Linked DNA regions of Triticum aestivum: region 2 is linked to region 1. A link is a contact called in public HiCAR-type data. All regions are on one chromosome and are shown on one strand. The core of a region is the stretch at or near the end of the contact, and the rest is flanking DNA. Distances in the headings are between cores, read along the strand shown.

Evidence for each region. HiCAR-type assays count read pairs that join an accessible place to other places.
Region 2: a contact with region 1 is called in a HiCAR-type map of leaf, with 5 times the contacts expected there. The contact joins the promoter of LOC123123663 here to the promoter of LOC123123662 in region 1. A contact is called at or near these places in 2 of 5 Hi-C or Micro-C datasets (leaf and an unstated tissue) and 1 of 1 datasets of contacts at active chromatin or transcription factors (leaf).

The regions. Positions count from the first base shown.
Region 1 is chr5D:542,250,012-542,252,914 of IWGSC CS RefSeq v2.1, forward strand. LOC123123662 (ferredoxin-3, chloroplastic) reads left to right here and starts at 1,492. Exons shown (of 2, transcript XM_044544221.1): 1 at 1,492-1,669.
Region 2 is chr5D:542,479,287-542,482,189 of IWGSC CS RefSeq v2.1, forward strand. It overlaps LOC123123663 (transcription factor PCF2), which reads left to right and starts at 1,461. Exons shown (of 1, transcript XM_044544222.1): 1 at 1,461-2,829. The coding sequence starts at 1,543. The coding sequence ends at 2,577.

The DNA of each region.
Region 1 (2,903 bases), core at 242-2,741:
GGTCATATTAGGTTGATGAAGGTTACTCAAAAAAGAAAGTTGATGAATAAATTTGCCACAACTAATCTAGGCAAACTGTGTTTGCCCCCAAAAAGTGCGGAGAACAAAACGCCCGCCACAAGTGTGACAAAGATTTGGCAAAAATTGAAGTCTTATGATAAGTGACAGATTCAGGATTTGAGCATGGCCAGAGCTAAACTCTAATGACCAAAAGCATTTGGGTTTATACTCACCATAACATATGCATCTATTTTTGAACATTGAAATTAATTGCAAAACGCTTAACATGCAACAAAAAAAGAGAAAGCATAAAATGCATATAAACAATGAGATAAATCCGAAGTTAAAAAAAACAATGAGACAAATCCGTACTCGGGCAGGCAACTCCCCCCTCTGACTCCAAAAGGAGGGCCTATAAATGTTCTCTCAAGTTAAATGGCCAACAATTATGGCATCAATTTAGTATCATTATATACAAAAGAAATTATTCTCATGATATTTTTGTAATGTTGTTATTGATGGTTTCCCTATAAACCTGGTCAAACTCTCCATCATTTGATTTCAAGCAAAATTTATAAGCCTTTTTTTAGGGGGGGTTGCGAAATTAGGAAATGTTTGGAGTTAAGAGGCTTTAAGAATAAAAGGCAAACAATCAACTAGAACCAAACTAGACATCGCTTAACATAAGGACAACGACATCGGAATGTAGAGTTAGAGGCTTCCACAACGGTTTGCGCCCCCACATCGACATAAGTGGTGGCATAGGGATGCAAGCTGCGGCCTGCTAATCCCACGAAAACAGCCAATTAGTTCGCATCCGACCAAAAAACAACACCAAGTTTTTTTTGATGTTGGCCGCGTATCCACCCCGCTCGCCTCCTTAAAGGAGCATTAAGATAAGGCGGAGTCATGAGAGACATTAGTGCGGGTTATCCGTAATCTACATAGGTGAGGACCCCCTGTTACAACCACGAAAACGAAATTTCACCCATGTCCATCTACAACATGCTCACCATACATACTCCCTCCGTGGACCCGAATTAGTTGTTTTAGATTTGTCTAGATACACCCAGTAATATATACAACCAACAAAGTGCGGCAAGCCCTAACCAGAACGAGGACGAGACAAGCAAATATCAAAAGTGTTTTTGCGAGATGCATGGTGAGAGATTGTAGCCGACGAGAAATTTCTTTCGTGTGCAATCGTAGCGCAGGTATAAAAAGAACCTATGAAATGCAGGCGTACGGAGAAAACAAAGCACGTGGAGTGACTAAAACTCTTCCAATAAAAAAAAGATGTACCTACCGGGGGGCTCCAGAACCTTCCTGGAGGAGGAATGAATGAATGTGGGCCGAAACTGGAAACCGGCCAGACCAGACCCAGCGCCGCACCCCCGGGTTCGTTCGTTCGCAGCCGCCGCGGGGGGCAAACCCGTCATTTCGTCCGCATCTTTTCTGCCGGGTTTTTTTTTCAACGAGAAAACGGCGACCGCTGCCAGGGCAGGCAAGGGCACTCGCCATTCCGCCTATTAAAAGGTGGCCGCCGCCGCCGCCCACCCCCACCACAGACACAGAGAACACACGCAAGGAGGAGGAGGCAAGGGAAGCCGCCGCCGCCGCCGCCGCCGCCGCCCCCGCCCCGTCCCTCCTCGCCGGCCCGCCGCCACAGGTAGCAAGCAGCTGTCCCGATCTGTTCTCTTCCTTCTCTGTTTTTCCCCTCTTGTTTCACTTCCTTCTGGCGGCGGCGTGCGAACCCTACCCAGCCAGTTCTCCGGGACAGGACGGGACGGGACGGGCGCCGGAATCTCCGCCCGGCTCGCCGCCGATCTGCTCTGCTTTGCGTTGAGTAGCGGCCTGGTTATCCCCCCGGAATCTCCAACCCCACCCGCGCGCCTCGTTAAGTCCGCCCGTGTCGCATGCTCAGCCCGAGCCCTCAACAGGGACGGGCAGGGGATCTCGTCGTTTCCTCCCTCCATCCGGGGAACAAAGGGGTGGGGGGTGGGGTGGAAATGGAACACGCGCTCCGGTTTTCGTCGTCGTCGCCGTGAGCACGCAGGTTTTGGGGATTCTGTCTGGGTTTAGATATGTATGTATGTATGTATGTAGTACTATGTAGGTAGGTGAACAAACCCAACATTTCAGTTTACCCATGCCCCGATTCGACGAATTATTTGTTTGCCGTCGCTCAGGGTTTTGGATTTTGATGATACTAGAGTAGATGGTCATGGCGGGCGGCCCTGGTAGGAAAGGAAGGGAGGCTGGTTTTCTCTTCATTTACCTGTGTGTGTGTGTGTGTCCGGGAGCTTCGAGTGAATGGCAGGGATGCAGTGCTTGCCTTTCTCATATTGCTCCGGAGAGTGACTCCGGCCTTGTACTGGAGGGGGGTGCTGGCTTGTCCTCACTTTTCCCTCCTTGGTTAACATACCGTTGGCTTATATCAGCATCCCGACTCGTGTTTGGTCTTAAAACCCGCTGTTTGTCACGCAAATAATGTGTGTGTGTGTGTGTGTGATGTTCCAGTGTTAGTGTTGGATAGCATGTTGGACGATGCAGTCCGACACAATAGGCGCACAATAAGCATGACCTCTTACGTTTTTCTTCTCCTATTATTAGAGTTTGGACAAACATGAAATTGTTTGCTCTATTAAGCAGTTCATGTTTTGCGTGCTGTGTCCTGGAGCTTCGAGTGAAGAGCAGGGTTGCAATGCCTGCCTTTCTCATACTGCTCCAAAAGTAATTATGGCCTTCTCACCAAGGGAGTGGATGGCCTGTCCCCATTTCTCTTTGTTGGTAAAGATACCGTTGGCATATATCAGCACAACATTTTCATACAAAATTAAGAAGGTTGATTTAGGTCCAGGCGGGTATCTTTTTTTCACAATAGAGCCTTTCTGTTTCCTGTG
Region 2 (2,903 bases), core at 211-2,710, 230 kb after region 1:
CAATACGAAAATTTTCCACCGTAAGTGTTTTTTAGAAGAAGAAAGAATATGATCGAGCAGTTGACTTGGTCTGATGGTCCATGTGTAACATTTGATGCTCAATTGGAAGGTATGGTGATCTATTTCTATAAAAACCAATACACTTCATAGGGGCACTATTGGTATGGAAGAGGCTGTCACATATACCTTGTAGAGTTACAAGGTATATACCCTTGTTCACCTAAGTTTTTCATCGAAAAGCTCTTTTTCAATGACTCTTTAATTGCACTAGGAAATTTCACTTCATTGTCAATTAACAATATGTCGTTCAGATATAAGATTAGAAATACTTTTGAATTTCTACTAAACTTCTTGTTGACACGCCATTCCTGATAAAGCCATACCCTTTGACAACTTCATCAGAGCGTATATTCCAACTCCTTGATGCTTACTTCAAACCATAAATGGCCATTTGAAGCTTGCACACCTTAGCGACATCCTTAGCATCGACATAACCTTTAGGTTGTGTCATGTATATATTCTTTTCGAAGTTTCCACTTAAGAAAGTTGTCTTGATGCTCATCTATCATATCTCGTAATCGAAATAAGCAGCAATTGCCATCATAATCCGCATAGACTTAAGCATTGTATCAACCTATGAATTTGTCAAAAGCCCTTCGTGACAAGTTAAGCCAAAAAAACTGACGTTCGCCCCATATAATTTCCGAGAAAAAAAATACCCCATCGTCCAGTGCCGAGCGGAAGGAAAAGGCGCGTGGACGCACGCACGGTGGTATCTCTGGAGACGCGGGCCCAGATCTCCACCGTAACGGGCGGGTGGTCCCCGCCGTCGGCGTGCTACGGTCCAGCTGGGACCAACGCCAGGCCAGCTGCCAGTCCCACCCCCACCCACCGCCAGCGGGGCCACCCCCGCCACACGCGCCGTCTGCCCCACCCCACCCCGTCCGAAAGGTGCCTTTTTATTCCAGCGAGTGCTACATTTGCATTTTGGTTTCGAAAGGCGCGGGAGCGGTCAGTCACGTGCACGGACGCGGATCTTAAGGCCATCAACCCCCATTAAACCCTAATCAGGCGGGCCCACCTCGTAATCACGCGTTAATTACCCCTTTTATTCGCCTGGATTTGACCCGTACGCACGCACGCACACGCATCCGTGGGCAGTGGGGCCAGCGGTTTCTCAATGGGCGTGGTGGGCCCGGGGCTGATCCGACTGGCTGGCCCAACGGGCAGGAGCAGGGGGGGGGAAACGACAGCCGCTCCCGGGCCCCCGGATCCGCCAGGATCAGGATCAAATGCGCGCCTGCCCGCGGGGCCCGGGCCCACTACAGCGCGGCGAGGGGAAGGTGGACCCGGTCCCCACCACCAGCGCCGGGACCCGGGATGGGCGGTGGCCCCACGCCGAGTGACACCACACGGGCAGCGGTAGGACCACCACCAAGTAACAACACCCCACCCACCCCCACCCCAACCCCACCCCACCATCTCCCGCGACACGCGAAAACACCACCAGCCGCGGCGCGCCGGGGAATTTGCCCGGCCGGGATGGAGTCGGAGGGGCAGGACAGGCCGCTGGGCGAGGGGGAAGCAAACGCCGGCGGGGTGGCTGAGCCGGGGGCGATGGCGATGGTGCCGGTGCCGGTACGCGGGGGGTACATGGTGGTGCCCAAGCCGGAGCCGGTGGAGCTCTTCGGGGCCGGCGGGGGCGGGATGGTGGTGCGCAAGCCGCCGCCGAGGAACCGGGACCGGCACACCAAGGTCGAGGGCCGCGGCCGCCGGATCCGCATGCCGGCCGCCTGCGCCGCCAGGATCTTCCAGCTCACCCGCGAGCTAGGGCACAAGTCGGACGGCGAGACCGTGCGCTGGCTGCTGCAGCAGTCCGAGCCGGCCATCGTCGCCGCCACCGGCACCGGCACCGTGCCCGCCATCGCCACCACCGTCGACGGCGTGCTCCGGATCCCCACCCAGTCCGCCTCCTCCGCCGTCGTCGACGACGAGGCCTCCGCCAAGCGCCGCCGCAAGCTGCAGCCCACGCGCGCCGCCGGACCGCTCGCCACCGTGCCGCCCACCGCCGCCTACTACTCCGTCCTCGCCGACCCTCTCCTGCAGGGCGGCGCCGGGAGCGCGGCCATTTCCGTCGCCAGCGGCCTCGCTCCAATCGGCGGTCAGCAGGGCCTCGTCCCCGTCTTCGCCGTCCCGTCCGCCGCTGGGGCCGCCGGAGCCAACCACATGATCCCGCAGGCCACCGCCGTGTGGATGGTCCCGCAGCCGGCCGGCGCCCCCAACCAGCCCACCCAGTACTGGGCCTTCCAGTCCGCGCCACAGCTCATCAACCTCGCCGGCGCGCAGACCATGCCGGCTGGAGCTGTGTTCCCCAACGTTGCCGCCGACTACCATCAACAGCAGCAGTCTGCTTCTACCGTGGTCCAGAACACCAACTCGGACCACCACCAGCAGCAGTTCAGCCATCATCTCACCGGCGCCGAGTCGCACGAGCAGCAGCGCCGCGACCACCACCCGGAGGAGGACGACGCCGATGATGACGACGAGCCAGTCTCCGACTCCAGCCCAGAAGACTAACGAAGCAGAGCAAAGCCACGAAAGCACTCCACTGCTCCACTGCAGCCAAAAGTCAATCCAAAGAAGAAACCTTAGGTTCTATTCTAGTGAAATATTTATTCTCCGATTATGTATTAGTCAGTAATGATACCACTGTTGCCCCTACGGAGTGTTTTTCTGGTACCATGACTATTGCTGGTTGTCCCTAATTATTCTTGACCTTCAATCAATAAGAACACGAAACATGGAGAAAAAATTGAGCTTTGTTGATGATTTCCATCAGGGTTGTAAAACCCTGTTCAAAGTTCAAACTTTGGTTGGTTCCCTAACTGGAATGAAGCACTATA